2 separate regions of the Sus scrofa genome follow, and region 1 is linked to region 2. Evidence: chromatin contacts called from public Hi-C data. All regions are on one chromosome and are shown on one strand. Each heading gives the region's core, a stretch centred on a gene start, on an enhancer-like site or on the middle of the called end of the contact. The rest is flanking DNA. Distances are from core to core; before and after follow the strand shown.

Region 1 (6,960 bases), core at 155-2,654, 38 kb before region 2:
AAAATAAAGCCCCCCCTTTCCCCTTCTCGACTGCTGGAGTCCTAGCTGGTAGGACTCAACTTCTTCTCATAATCACTCTAAAAAGAAGCTATTACGTCCATTTGACAGATAAAGAAACTCAGCCTGCGGTTCAAAGACTCGGGAGGCATGTCCTTTGCGAGCTGGAAGGAACCCTTTAGGATAAACACATTCAGAGCAAGCCCCAGACCATCTCCTGGAAAAGCTCTAGAAAAGACCTCTTGTTCAGTCTATCCTCCGGGGACAGAGCGAGAAATGACCTAAGGGGACGTTCCCTGGTGGCCTAGCCGCTAAGCATCCAGCGTTGTGGCTGCTGTGGCTCAGGGCCAGTCCCTGGCCCAGGAGTGCCAAAGGCAATGGCAACAACTGTCAGGTCAGCTGAGTGGGGGCCACCAACCCACTGGGACTGACATGTCCGGGGCAGACCGTGGGGGCCCTGGCGAGTTCCAGGACCTTCACCCAAACCTCCGCCCTTCCCCACGAGACTGGGTCTCTCCCACCAGGGCCCCCAGAGTGCTAACCTACATAGAGGAAAGTATTTAATTTCTTCAAGATCTCAAGACTCGCTCTGTGCCGGGACATTTAACCACCACCCCGATCTTCTGAGGGAGGTATCCTGTAACTCCCTGTGTTACCGATGGGGAAACTGAGGCTCACAGAAATTAAAGACAGGAGCCCCTCTGTACCCGAAGGTTCCGCCTCCTCGGATTCAAGCAACCTCAGATCAGATCTATGCTGAAAGAAAAAATTCCACAAAGTTCCAAAAAGCAAAACCATGCATGGCCCTATGTACACAGCTCTTACATCGGAATTTCAACTATTTACACAAAGCGTACACTGCATCAGGCACCACGAGAGACGTGGAGAAGAGAAAGGCACCGGGGTGCGGGCAGGTTACATGCAGATCCCACGCCGTTCATGCGGAACTTGAGCACCCCTGGGTCTGGGATCCCAAGGAGCCCTGGCACCGATCCCGGGGATACTAAGGAAAGACAGCGATCTGCTCAAAGCACACAGTGCGAAGAAGAGAACGGCTAGGCCCCCGTCTGTCACTCAGCCCGTGAGGGTGCAGCACAAGCCATCCTGCCTCCCCTGGGCTCCGTCAGCTCAGCACTTCAAAAACTCTTAGGGTTTTTTTTTTCTTTTTCCTTTATCTTTTCTTTTTTAAAACAAGTAGCACTAAACTAACCTAAACAAGCCAACAAACAAACAAACAAAAGGTGCAAAAGTCTCTTTTTTTCTTCTTTGGCCAAGCCCATGGCATGCAGAAATTCCTGGGCCAGGGAACAAGCCTGCACCACAGGAGTGATGACACCAGATCCTTAACCACTAGGCCACCAGGGAACTCTAGTTTCCTCCTCTAACGGCTTCCATGCTTCTGAGTCATCTGGACAGTCAAAACCCCCAAATCTCTGTTTCTCACTGGGGTGAGGAGGGACTTGGCAGCCAGCAGGGAACTCTGCTCTCACATTTTCCAGATGAAAATGACTGAAAAAGTCCCGTTTCTCCGAAGCCTGGACTTGGTGGCTATAATTAACCATATAAGGACGCAAGTAAGTCTCAGTCTTCACAGCCTTATCCTGCTTTTCTGAGTATGGAATGTCAGCTACAAGTGAATATTATGTTATTTTTATTTTTATTTTATTTATTTATTTACTTTTTAATGGCTGCACCCATGGCATACGTGGGTTCCCAGGCTAGAGGTCGAACTGGAGCCGAAGCCACCAGCCCACGCCACAGCCACAGCCACGTGGGATCCAAGCTGAGTCTGTGACCTATACCACAACCCAAGGCAACACCAGATCCTTCACCCACTGAACGAGGCCAGGGATTGAACCCTCATCCCCGTGGAGGCAAGTCGGGTTCGTTACCACTGAGCCCCAACAGAAACTCCTGTAATGTTATTTTTAAACTAAATAAACCCATTAAAGATCCAAACTAGGGAAGAAAATTAAGTTTTGAAGAAAATTTAAAGATTTGGATTTTGTTACAATCTGAGCTGGAAAAAACAAAGACCTTTTCTTAAACTGTTAAAAATGCCACACAATTTGCTAAAGATTAGTTTTTTTATACTCATTAATGGAGGAATTAAAAAAAAAACATTGGCTTTTCAATCAACTTTGTATGTCAAAAGAAAACATGAATTTTATTTTATTTTTATTTATTTATTTATTTTTGTCTTTTTGCCTTTTCTAGGGCGGCTCCTGCGGCACATGGAGGTCCCCAGGCTAGGGTCCAATCAGAGCTGTAGCCACTAGTCTACACCAGAGCCACAGCCACTCGGGATCCGAGCCGCGCCTGCGACCTACACCACAGCTCACGGCAATGCCGGATCCTTCACCCACTGAGCAAGGCCAGGGATCGAACCCGCCACCTCATGGTCCCTAGTCGGATTCGTTAACCACTGAGCCACGATGGGAACTCCAAGAAAACATGAATTTTAAATCTTCCATGTATTTCTTCATTTCTCTCTCTCTTTTTTTTTTTTTTTTTTTTTTTTTGCTTTTTGGGGCTGCAACTGCAGCATATGGAAGTTCCCAAGCTAGGCATTCAAATCGGAGCTGCAGATGCCAACCTACACCACAGCCATGGCAAGGAGAGATCCAAGCCAGGTCTTGCGACCTACACTGCAGCTCGAGGCAACGCCTGATCCTTAACCCACTGAGCGAGGCCAGGGATGGAACCTGCATCCTCATGGATGCTGGTCGGATTTGCTTCCGCTGAGCCAGTAAGGATCCCTTACTGCTGTGGCTGTGGCGTAGGCCGGCAGGTGCCGCTCTGATTTGACCCCTAGCCTGGGAACTTCCACAGGCTGCAGGTGTGGCCCTAAAAAAAAGAAAAAAGAACTTTTTCTAAGTCTGTTTTCAAATTTTCTGAAGCCAATGTATGGTTTCTACGATGAGTGAGACAGCTGTCTACCAAGAGGGGTGAAGGCCTCGGTTAAGGGCCACAGAGACGAAAACGCACAGGCTTCACACGTCAAGGGGGACAACGTGAGTTCAGCTCTTCTCCACTGTCTACTCCTGGCTACGGACACCTTCCTGGGAGGGAGAGGGAAGAAGACAGGGCAATAAATGTGACTTACTGGCTTCCTGAGGAAGAAGATGGACAAAGCTCCCACTAAGGGCATGTCGCCAATCAACGGTTCCAGGATCACCCGCATGGTGCCATGAATCTACATGCAAATGGGAAAAAACCGCAACAATGACACAGTCCCAGGGGCCAGCTGCTGACTCAGGAGGATGCGAGATCCTCTGGCTCAGGGCACCTGAGCCTCTGACTTCAGCTTTCTCTCAAGTATAACCTACAATCAAAACCTTAACTTCAAAGATACTGCGCATTAATAAAAACGTCACAATTCTCTTTCTGAGTGGAGCACAGAGAAATTGAGAAGACAGGAAACTTAAAAAAAAAACAACCTTACCTGTATACTTTGCACACCAGCTCTACAAAAATATCGCTTGATCTCCAAATCAATCTCACAATTTCCTACAAAACTGTCAAAGAAAAAGTTCTGTGTTACATTTGTCTCAATCACCACAGACCTGCAAAAAGCTGTATAATCTGAATATAATGACAGTAAAGCCACGGGAACTCGACTGCAGGCCAAGCTGGAACCCGAGCCCGGCCTGTGTCAGAGACGCCGGAGCCCGAGCTGCAGCGGCCGCTGCTACAGAGGCCTTGTTAAAAATGCCACTTCTCAGAGTGCAGCTTCTGGGGCAGTCTCTCGATGGGAGGTACCTTTCGTTTGTTTTATAAACAATTGTTTGTTGAAAACATAAAAAGCTTAGATTCTATTTCACCACAAGTCCACGTCGTGGCCTCGCTCCCCAGCTGGGAGACGCCAGGCGGTGCTCGGCGCCTTCTGACGTCAAAGGTCACGACACGACATCCGGTCCAAGTCTCACTGCACCCAGTGACGACGTCCTTTCAATCGTTAAGGGAAACAAACACGAACCGGCATGATGTTGACTGTGAGGCTCACATCTTGCTTTACTAAATTCCATTGTAACCACTTTATTACTACATTTAAAAATTTCTTTGGCCACGTCCATGGCATGCAGAAATTCCCAGGCCCAGGACTGAACCCACACCACAGCTATACTCAGAGCCACAGCAGTGACAATGCTGGATCCTCAACCCACCGAGCCACCAGAAAACTCCCGCACCTATTTTTAATACAATCACGACACATCAATGACATCTTGCGTGAGATCTGTACAACGTGGATCTGGAAGCAGGACACCCAGCTCCTGCCTAGAGTGTCTGGCGGCAACGTCAGAACCACGACAGCGTCTGAGCACTGAGCACGATGGTACCAAAAGGCATCTGGGATGAAACTTCCAGGGTTCACAGTCCTGGTGTAAAAGCTGGAACCTGTAGAGTCTTCTTATTGAGCATGACTCTCCAGCTCGGTAAAATCAACAATAACCTGCTACCTGGAGTTCCCGTCATGGTGCAGCAGAAACAAATCCAACTAGGAACCACGAGGTTGCGGGTTCGATCCCCGGCCTCGCTCAGTGGGTTAAGGATCCGGCATTGCCGTGAGCTGTGCTGTAGGTCGCAGATGCGGCTCGGGTCCTGTGTTGCTGTGGATGTGGTGTAGCCTGGCAGCTGAGGCTCTGATTCCAACGCTAGCCTGGGAACCTCCATATGAGGCTAGCTCGGCCCTAAAAAGCAAAACGAAACAAAACAACAACACAATAACCTGCTACAAAACCATCTCAAAACTTTCCTCTTCGGCACCTGTTAACTGAACACAACGCACAGTGTGCGAGTTGCGAGTTAAGTTTTATTTGGGTCAAAACGAGGGCCACAGCCTGGGAAGCAGCCTCTGAGTAGCTCTGGGAACTGCTCCGACGAGGTGACGGGGGAGCATATGCGTGATTTCGGTGAAGGGGGTGAGTGCAGTCACGCACTCATCTCAGCAGAAGGTTGAGGCCAGTCACGAGGAGCAGACGTCTCTGTTAATGATTTTGGTGCTTGTCTAGATATGAGAAAATGCAAGAAATTGGGCTCACGCAATCTTCTGAAAACATCGAACTATCCGAAGGCCTGTTCTGCCGGTTTTTCCAGAGCAGAGTTCCTCATTCCTGGTCTCTGCCCTGAATGCCTTTTGGGGGGTGTTGAAAGTGAGTGACCCCGCAGTGGCTGGTGAGCTCATCCTGGCAGAGGCAGAGGGCAAGCGACAAGTTTCCACCTCCACACCCCAAGACTTGGTCGCTTTATTTCCTAGCATCTCTCATTAACCTCTTCCCCGTCTCCACTGCCAGCAACCTAGTTAGGGTGTTTGCCTGGAACACGGGAAAAAGCAGAATGCAGATTTTTTTCAGACATAAATATCTGAGCTGCCTAACGTGAATGTGTTGTCACGCCTGCTGAAACCACAAAAGCCAAAGCGCACCTTCGAAAAGGCAGCCGTTAACAGATTCATTGAACGTCTCTTTAATAAGCTTTATGAAATGCTCCCTTGGGGCTGGACAAGAAAGCCACATTTCCACCCTCCTAAAGCTCATTCTCGGCGGAGAGGACCGCCCTTCCAGGTACAGCTGCCCCGAAGACACAAGCGGGGCTTCCTCTTTTACTCCACAGAGACAGTGAGGTCTGCCTAACACCAAACAGGCTAAAGACCCAGTATCTTCTCCACATGACGCCCTAACATGCCACGTGCTCCTTCTAAAATAAAGGTAATTGGTACCGATTCTGTTCACTGACTACAGGAACACACCTTACAAACTTAAAGATGACAAATAAAATAACGTGCTCTGTAGTCAGAACCACAAAACAGAACAAACCCTGCCCAGCCACATGGCAGTCAGCAGCAGCACAGCGGCCTAAGCGCAGCTGTGTCAGGACCTAAGGGGTTGGGGGAAGTCACGAGCAGGTTCACGAAGAATGCAGACAAGAGCCTGAGAAGACCAGGCACAGCACTGGTCAACCTCTGATTAATTTTTTTCCCAGTTCCTTTTTTTTTTTTTTGTCTTTTTGCCTTTTCTAGGGCTGCTCCCAGGGCATATGGAGGTTCCCAGGCCAAGGGTCCAATCGGAGCCGTAGCCACGGGCCTGCACCAGAGCCACAGCAACGAGGGATCCAAGCCACGTCTGTGACCTACACCACAGCTCACGGCAACGCCGGATCCTTAACCCACGGAGCAAGGCCAGGGATCGAACCCCCAACCTCATCGTTTCTAGTCGGATTCATTAACCACTGAGCTGTGACAGGAACTCCTCCCAGTTAATTTTTATCGTGGCGAAATATACATAAAATCACCAGCTCAACCATTTTGAAGTGCACAGCTCGGTGGCATTAAGCACATTCATTCAGCCTGAGCAACCATCATACCGTCATTTCCAGAACACTCTTCACCTTGCAGAACTGAAATTCTACCCCCACGGAACAGCAACTGTCCCCCACCCGCCTGCCTGCCCCTGCCCGCCTCCATCCTACTTTCCGTCGCTGAGAATCCGTCTCCTCTGGAGACCTCGCACTGGTGGACTCACAGAGGATTCCTCTTTGGGGACCGGTCTCGTTCGTTGAGCACCACATCCTTAAGGGTCACCCAGGCTGCAGCAGGATGGACGCTGCCTACTGCAGGGTTTCCTTCTCACAAAGGCCGAGTGAGACTCCACTGTATGCACCAGCACACCCTGCTTGTCCATTCAACAGTCCGCGAGCACGGGCGCTGCTTCCATTTTTAGCTGCTGCGGATAAAGCCATGAACAAGGGTGGAGACCCTGTTATCAGTTCTTTGGGGTACCTACCCAGAAGCGGAAGTGCTGGGGCTTATGGTAATTCTGTTTAATTTTTTGAGGAACTAGTATTCGGCAGTAGAGTATAGTGTTCCATTTATAGAATGCTACCATCCTGTTTCCATGGCAACTGCACCATCTCACATTCCCACCAGCAGTGCACAGGGTTTCCGACTTCTGCACAGGCTCACGA
Region 2 (7,356 bases), core at 2,573-5,072:
ATCTTACTCATCACTATAAAAACTCTTCAGGAATAGTCTTCGGCCGCAATCTAATTTTACAGGCCCAGTTAACGAGGGGAAGACCATTGTTACAACGAAAAGGCCAGTCCTTAATCCATCAGCTCAAACCGGCCAGGACCTTTCCCTGCTGATGAAAAGTGAAGAAAGAATAACGAGTAACAATGTGGTTTACACAGAATTACCACATGTTAAGGGGGCGCCATTTTTCGTATCCTACTAGCTCTCATTTGCAGCAGTATATTTCTTCTCAAGGTATTCATATTTGTGAAGCATCTCATTTTACATACCCAGTACGAATTTTTACTGTAACTACATAAAAAGAAGAAAAACTGTCAGTTACCACAACAGTTCATGTTTTCCTCTGCCTCTGCCCTGCTATGAATCACAGCTGTCAAGGACACACTATGAAATCTGCACAAACACATCTCACTCAAGGCAAAACACCAGGCTAAATGTTCAGAACCCCTAGAACCTAGGTATGTGTAAAAGAGATCAGTGCTACCCATGCAGAAATCCTCACTTTTCTCATGCTCAGCTGCTTCTGTTGCTGACATGCTCGCTCGCTGGCTACAGCAGAATAACAAGCACACTTCTAGACAGTGCACTTCTCCAGTTTTATTATGAAAATAACACAAGAGTAATACAATTAAAAAAAAAAAAAAAAAAAAGGTAGAGGGTTCCCCAGAGGCCTAGTGGTTTAGGATCCACTGCTGTCATTGCTGTGGCCTGGGCCACTGCTGTGGCATGGATTCCATCCCTGGCCTGGGAACTTCTGCCTGCCTTGGGTGTGGCTGAAGGAAAAAAAAAACATCTCCCTCAAAACCGACTCCTAGTGCTTTTCTTGGATATGATCACTGTCAAGATTCATGTGAATCCTTACGGAAGTTTTCTTTCTTTCTTTCTTTTCTCTCTTTCTTTCTTTCTTTCTTTGTCTTTTAGGGACACACCTGTAGCATACGGAGACTTCCAGGCTAGGGGTCAAATCAGAGCTGTAGCCACTGGCCACAGCCACAGTCGAGCCAGATCCAAGCCACACCTGTGACCTACACCACAACTCACTCACGGCAACGCCAGATCCTTAACCCACCGAGAAAGGCCAGGGATCGAACCTGCTCCTCATGGGTATTAGTTGAGTCAGTTTACGCTGAGCCACGACAGGAATCCCAGAAGTTTTCTAAGCAATACACTTTTAAGCACATATGTGTGATATCAGAACAAATATAAATGTGGGATACGCAAATGAAAAGTTTTGGAAAAAATAAACTCCTTACTGTAGGAGGTGAACACCATGGTTCAGCAGTGTAAGTCACGCACAGGAAAAACAAACCCAAGGAAAGAACCTGGGCTAATCACCCTTCCCTTCTGTTTAAAAAAAAAAAAAAGAAAGAAAAAAAATTTTCCTGTCCTTTCAGACCGAACTTCTTTGCAGAACAGATGCTGACTCACAGATATTGAAAAACTTACAGTCTCCAGAGGAGACCGTTTGGGGGGTGGGGGGATGTGCTCGGCTTATGGGAGGGAAATCCTGTGAAACTGGATTGTGGTGATCATTGTATAACTATAGATGTGATAAATCCATTTGAGTAATAAAAAAATAAATTAAAAAAAAAAACTTTTCCTGTCCTTCAGTATAGTAGCAACTGTACGTGTTAATTCATTTCATGAATACAGTGTGCATTTCACTACTGTTACAAGTAAATCTGATGTCGGCCAAGGGCCCCATAACCAAGTACCCATGAATGTCAGCATCACCAGTTCCTGTGAATCTCAGCCCGGACTGTGCCTACTGTTTTGGCAAGGTACCTACTCTCCGCTTTTAGCCACTTTCCGGAATCATCTAATTTGGTGTAATTTAATGTAATTTAATTTGTACGACACAAGACCACCTGAAGGCCCTGCACCTCCAAAGGCGCCTCTGTTCCAGGCTGTTCACACCTTGGTGGCTCTGAGTTCCTGTCCTCTACTCCTTTCTCTTCCTGCTTCTGGTTAAAAGCAACATAGCAACCAGTTACAGTGATGCTTCCAAACACTAGAGAGCCACACACCACCATGTGTTGACACAGTTTAAATCTCTGACGTCCCTGACTTAGATGCCTCTGCAACTGCCATGTGTCGCCACAAACTGTATCCATCGTGCTCCCCTTTAGCCTTGGGCTCGCCTGCTTTCCGGCCTCTGCCTGCCCTCTGTCATGCCCTCCATGGCTGCCTCACAAGCGTCCTGGACTGATAACCCAGCTCACTCCAAGCCTGTTTCTCCTCCAAGAGCAAACAACCCTGCTGACACTCACCAGCTGGTCACCTTCCTGTAAGTTTACAGCAAACCTAACCTGAGCATCATCTATCTTAAACTAAGCACCATATCCTCAGTGCTCCAACTCAACAAAGGATGAAGGAGCCGACTCCTTTAGTTTCCCACTGCTTAAATAAATTAGGCAGAGGATGCTCGAGGAAAAAATAACCAATACCATGACTCTTCCCTTTAGTGCCGATTCCAGAACTTCCCCCGCCCCACCCATTCACACTAGAGTCAAGTTTACCCTCCGTAAAAGTTACTCAGCTTATGATGTTACTTCCAAAGTGGCGAAACAAACCTCCAATTATCAGGACACCAACAAACGTTCTGGGGGACCCTCACTGCCCTTGGAGTGTGTCAAAAACAACCGAGAAACAGCTGAGACTTCTCAGGAAAGGAGGAAAACGCTCTCCCCGCCCCCACGGTCGGCCGCCTGTTCTGCAGGGGAGATGGGACACCGTCCAGCACCGCGCAGGGAGGCCGGCCGCCCCAGCTCACATTCCAGAGGCGGGAGTCGCGGCCACCGCACAGGGAGGCCTGGCGACGTGGCCAAAGCAGGACAGCGCAGAGCGCGCCTCACCTGTGCGGCCCTGCTCGGAACCCGTGCGGTGGAGGGTTCGCAGGCCAAGAGTGACCGGGCGGGTGGGCCGGGCGACGGGGCCAGGACCTCTGATTTACACAGCGCTCGGGTCCGACGCGGGCGCCCACCCAGGCGGGGGAGTTGCTGGTGGGCAGGTGGGCGGGGCCGGGGCTTCCGGGCATCCCCGAGCCGGGCGGGGTAGCGGCGGGAGGGGACCCTTAACCAGGGAGCAGTCTTGATGGGGCCGGACCCCGACCAGGCGGGGGTCAGGGTCGGGGTCGCGGCGGGCAAGCGGGATCAGGGCCCAGGTCCCGGCAGGCAGGGACCTCTGACCAGGCAGGCAGGCAGAGTCGGGGTCAGGTTCGGAGTCGCAGCGGGCGGGGACCCGTGACCAGGCACAAGGGCCGGGTCGGGGTCAGGGTCAAGGTCGGGGACCGCTGACCCGGCGGACGCGCGGGGTCAGCTTGGGGTCCGCCGCGCCCACTCACCCAGGCCGGCAGGTCGCAGGCGCGCACTCCCAGGCGCACGGCGCGCTCCTCGTCCTCCAGCAGCGCCAGCGCGCGGCACAGGCGGGTGGCCTTGAGGCCGCGGCTCCGGCGGCACCACACGAGCAGCCCGAGCGCCAGCAGCACCCAGCTGAAGCTCAGGCCCAGGTAGCCCAGCGCGTACACCGGCAGCAGCAGCGCGAAGCTGCGCGCCAGCTGCGCCAGCAGCCCCGTCACGTCCACGCTCAGCGCCGCGCCGGGTGGCTCGGCCCCGGCGGCGCCGGCCTCGGGGCCTGGAGCGCGGGGGCCACTCATCGCCGAGCCGTGCAGTGCTCCGACCGCTCCCGGCAGAAGAGCCGCTGCCCGCGCGCCAGCGCCCCTCTGAGGGGACGGCGCCACCGCCCTGCCCTCCCGCGCTTCCGCCCGCGGCGCCGTACGACGTCAGCACGCAGGGCGGGGGCTCCACTGCGGCGGCCGGGCGTGGCCCCAGGCCTGGGTGCGGCCCAACGCCTGGTGGAAGACACCAAAGTGTGACGTCCTCCCAAAGGGCGGGGGAGCACCGCCTAGGCGGGCGGGGCGGGGCTGGTGTGGCGTCCTCGCGCCGGTGGGCGGGGCGGGCGGGGCCTGCGTGAACTTTACCGCAGGGGGTGGTCCGGGGCGCCCCTGAGGCGAGGAGGGCGGGGCCTGCGTGTGCGTCACCGCAAGGGGCGGGGCCTGCGTGGAAGTCCCGGCGCCGAAGAGCCTCAGGCCTCCGAGGGGGGCAACCCAGGGTGGGGTCTGCGGCTGCGGAGGATCAGCGCCGGGGCGTCCTGGGAGTGGGGGGCCTCCCTTCGCTCCGTCACCTGGGCCGCCTTCGTGCAGGGCTGGTGAGGGCGCAGTACACGCTCCCGAGTTTGCACAGCACTTGCCAAGTTTAAGACGTTTCTTCTCGAGGTACTTCCAGGGTGTTAGAATTTTCCGAGTGGTCCGGTGGTGCGGCGCCGTAAAGCCCGGGGTGACCGGGCCAGTCATGCTGACCGCCCGCCACGTAAAGACATTTTTCTCCCGGAAACCTTGCAGCTGTCCTGGCGGTATGAAAAGCTTGCGGGATGCGCCCCCGTGTGCGCGCGGGGAGCGGGAACTGGCCTGGGCCGCCTGGACGTGCAGGATGCTGTCTGTACAGAGTTTCTCCTAGGAGTGCTCACCCCCTGCCCGCGATTTCTGAGAAGCACAGGCTGCTCTGGGTCGCTTTGTTTTCCATTAAACTCAAGCATGGTAACTCCTGTTTGCTTTGTAGTCTCCTTGAAGTCATCACTTGCAGAGGACAGCCTAGGTAGTTGTTTTTCGGCATATTCAGTGAGTTCCAAGAATACTTTAATTCAACTTAAAACAATAGGGCTAGTTCCCCCGCCCCGCCCCCCGTAGTCTTCAAATCTTTATGTTATTGGCAGCCTTGAATGATCACCTTTAGGAGGGGCAGGGACTCTTTAGAGAAATATAGCCTGCTTATATGTTTTTAAGTTCTTGGTGGGCATGTTCATGTCTTATCGGCCCTTCCCTGTCATGTCGTAGGGATTCTGGAATAGCGATAACTAGGCAGTAGTTGCAGAGGCAGAGACTCGGCCATATTCGGGACAACACAGTGATATCCCACAGACCTCTTCGCCCTGCAGATGGGACAGTAAAAGCCGGTGAGAAGCAGAGCGCTACCAGCTAGGGACCAACTGCAGTCACAGCCTGTTAGACGCAGCCAATAGAAGACTTGCTGCTCCCACGCACTTTTTGGATGGGGGGAGGCATTTGCACGCATTAGTAAGTTGGCCAAAGGCTCATTAATCAACTAGTCTTCAGGAGTTCCCGGGTCGTGGGTGCAGTGAAAATGAATCCGAGTAGGAACCATGAGGTTGCAGCTTTGATCCCTGGCCTCTCGCAGTGGGTTGAGGATCCAGCGTTGCTGTGTAGGTCGCTGACACAGCTCAAGTCTGGCGTTGCTGTGGCTCTGGTCGGTGGCTATAGCACCTATGAGACCCCTAGCCTGGGAACCTCCATATGCCATGGGAGCAGCCCTAAAGAGACCCCCCCCAAAAAAATCAGCTAGTCTTTAAATCCATGAGGGCAGAAATGTATTTATAATGGCCATCATTACATCTTCAAGCTAGCACAGTGCCTGGCCCTGCAGGTACTGCATGAATAAACAGTACCTCCCCTCCCCTCCCCTGTGAATCTGTATATAATTATGTACACATATGTGTGTGTGTGACCGCGGAGATATATATAGACTATGTATCTCATAAACGTTGCTCTAGGGCCTGAAACACTCAGTTTTGGGCCAGGGCAGTAAACCTCAAACAAGGGAAGGAATGGTTTTCTTTGTCTTGCTCTTCCCCCAATTGCCTTATGGAAGCTGTGTGTATGTAAAGGAGTCTCACCCCTTTTCCTACACAACAGCTTAAAGATCTAACGCTGCCCTTCATTCACGACCAAGTTACAAACTCAAAATAAGCATGAGCTTTTCTTGTCTTGTCTAAAGAGCTCTGGAATCACATCCTGCAGATACAGACGTGGGTGAACACACGCCGCATGAGAAATCCTGCATGTCTGCTAAAGCATGTGACGTGGAGGCCTAAGGATGTAAACATAGGGAAGATACAGGCCCCTGTTGGGCACCCACCCATCAGTCTCCTGCCTCCGCTGCCCATGGGAGCCCACCAGGCTGCTGGCCACTGGCCAGCAGGGCAGTACCATTGCATTCTGCACTGAGTCTAACAGCAGGCTCAGACCATAGGGTTGTTGTGTGTGTGTGTGTGTGTGTGTGTGTGTCTTTTTGCTTTTTTTAGGGCTGCACCTGCAGCATATGGAGGTTCCCAGCCTAGGGATCTAATCAGAGCTGTTGCCACTGGCCCATGCCAGAGCCACAGCAACACCAGATCCGAGCCGCGTCTGCAACCTACATCACAGCCCACGGCAATGCCGGATCCTTAACCCACTGAGCGAGGCCAGGGATCCAACCTGCAACCTCACAGTTCCTAGTTGGATTCGTTTCCGCTGCTGCACAACGGGAACATCCATGCTCTTAGGTCTTGGCTGGCATTTTACTGTATGTGCCTGGCTCCTGTGACCTCATCATGTTGCCTCTTCCCTTACCTACAGTTCTCCAGGGGAAGGCTCTGCTTTCTCAGAGGAAAGAAGAGCAACACTGGGGGTTCTAGGGCGAGACTACGACACTTGAGCTCCTGCGGTCATCCTTTCTGGTTTTGGAGGGAAGCGTCTTCTGTTGAAGTCCAATCTCTTCTGCGTTTAGTTCTCCTCCCACCCAGGACTGGGCCTCATCAGTTAGCCCATCTTCCCCTCCCCTCTCCCTTCCCTCGTCCCCTCCCCAGCACCTCTCCACGGGCTTCCTTGCAGCAGGTGCAGTCTCCCTCTTCCTTTCACGCTGTTGTTGACTGAAAAAAAAAAAAATGCACAGCATGAGAGCTGTGAGTTAAGTTTTACTGGGGGCAAAAGAAAGACTGCAGCCCAAGAGACAGCCTCTCAGCCTCTCAGATCGCTCCAAGGGACAGCTCTGAAGGGGGGAGCACATAGGTGATTTTGGTGAAGGGGGCGTGGGCAGTCAGGCACCTATTTTGGCAGAAGGTTGCTGCCAGTCACGAGCAGCAGATGTCTCTGTTAATGATTTTAGTGCTTTTCCAGATAGGAGAAGATGTAAGAAATGGGCTCATAAAATTGTCTCCTGAAAAATGTCTAACTGGCTGAAGGCCTGTTCTGCCAGTTTTCCCAGAGCACAGAGCCCCTCCTTCCTGGTCTCTGCCCTGAAGGCCTCTCAGGGGGTGTTAAAAGGGCAGTGCCAGCAGCAGCTAGTGACCTCATCCTGGTAGAGGCAGGTGGTGAGTGACAATTTTCCATTGGCACTGCCAACCAGACTCATTTTGCCCAGACTCATGAGACCCCTATTCCTGTGTTTCTGAGATGCCCTTTTGGTGATAGAGCCACACGCTCTT

What was found. A called contact is a pair of places that touch in the nucleus more often than the background predicts.
Region 1: a Hi-C map of embryonic fibroblasts shows a contact between it and region 2, with 2.6 times the contacts expected there. The contact joins the enhancer-like site here to the promoter of ESYT2 in region 2. A contact is called at or near these places in 9 of 47 Hi-C or Micro-C datasets (embryonic fibroblasts, epiblast stem cells, heart right ventricle and 4 more) and 1 of 2 datasets of contacts at active chromatin or transcription factors (skeletal muscle).

Annotation. Positions count from the first base shown.
Region 1 is chr18:597,180-604,139 of Sscrofa11.1, reverse strand. ESYT2 (extended synaptotagmin-2) reads right to left here. Exons shown (of 22, transcript XM_021079030.1): 5 at 3,443-3,515; 6 at 3,104-3,193. Among named protein-coding and RNA genes, the nearest start is that of ESYT2, 36 kb to the right of the region's middle. Within about 2 kb of position 1,404, at least 6 of the 83 cell types and tissues checked have an H3K27ac peak or open chromatin away from gene starts, as enhancers often do. A contact at or near this core is called in embryonic fibroblasts and retroperitoneal adipose tissue, where this site is marked.
Region 2 is chr18:561,603-568,958 of Sscrofa11.1, reverse strand. It overlaps ESYT2 (extended synaptotagmin-2), which reads right to left and starts at 3,822. Exons shown (of 22, transcript XM_021079030.1): 1 at 3,383-3,822. The coding sequence starts at 3,694.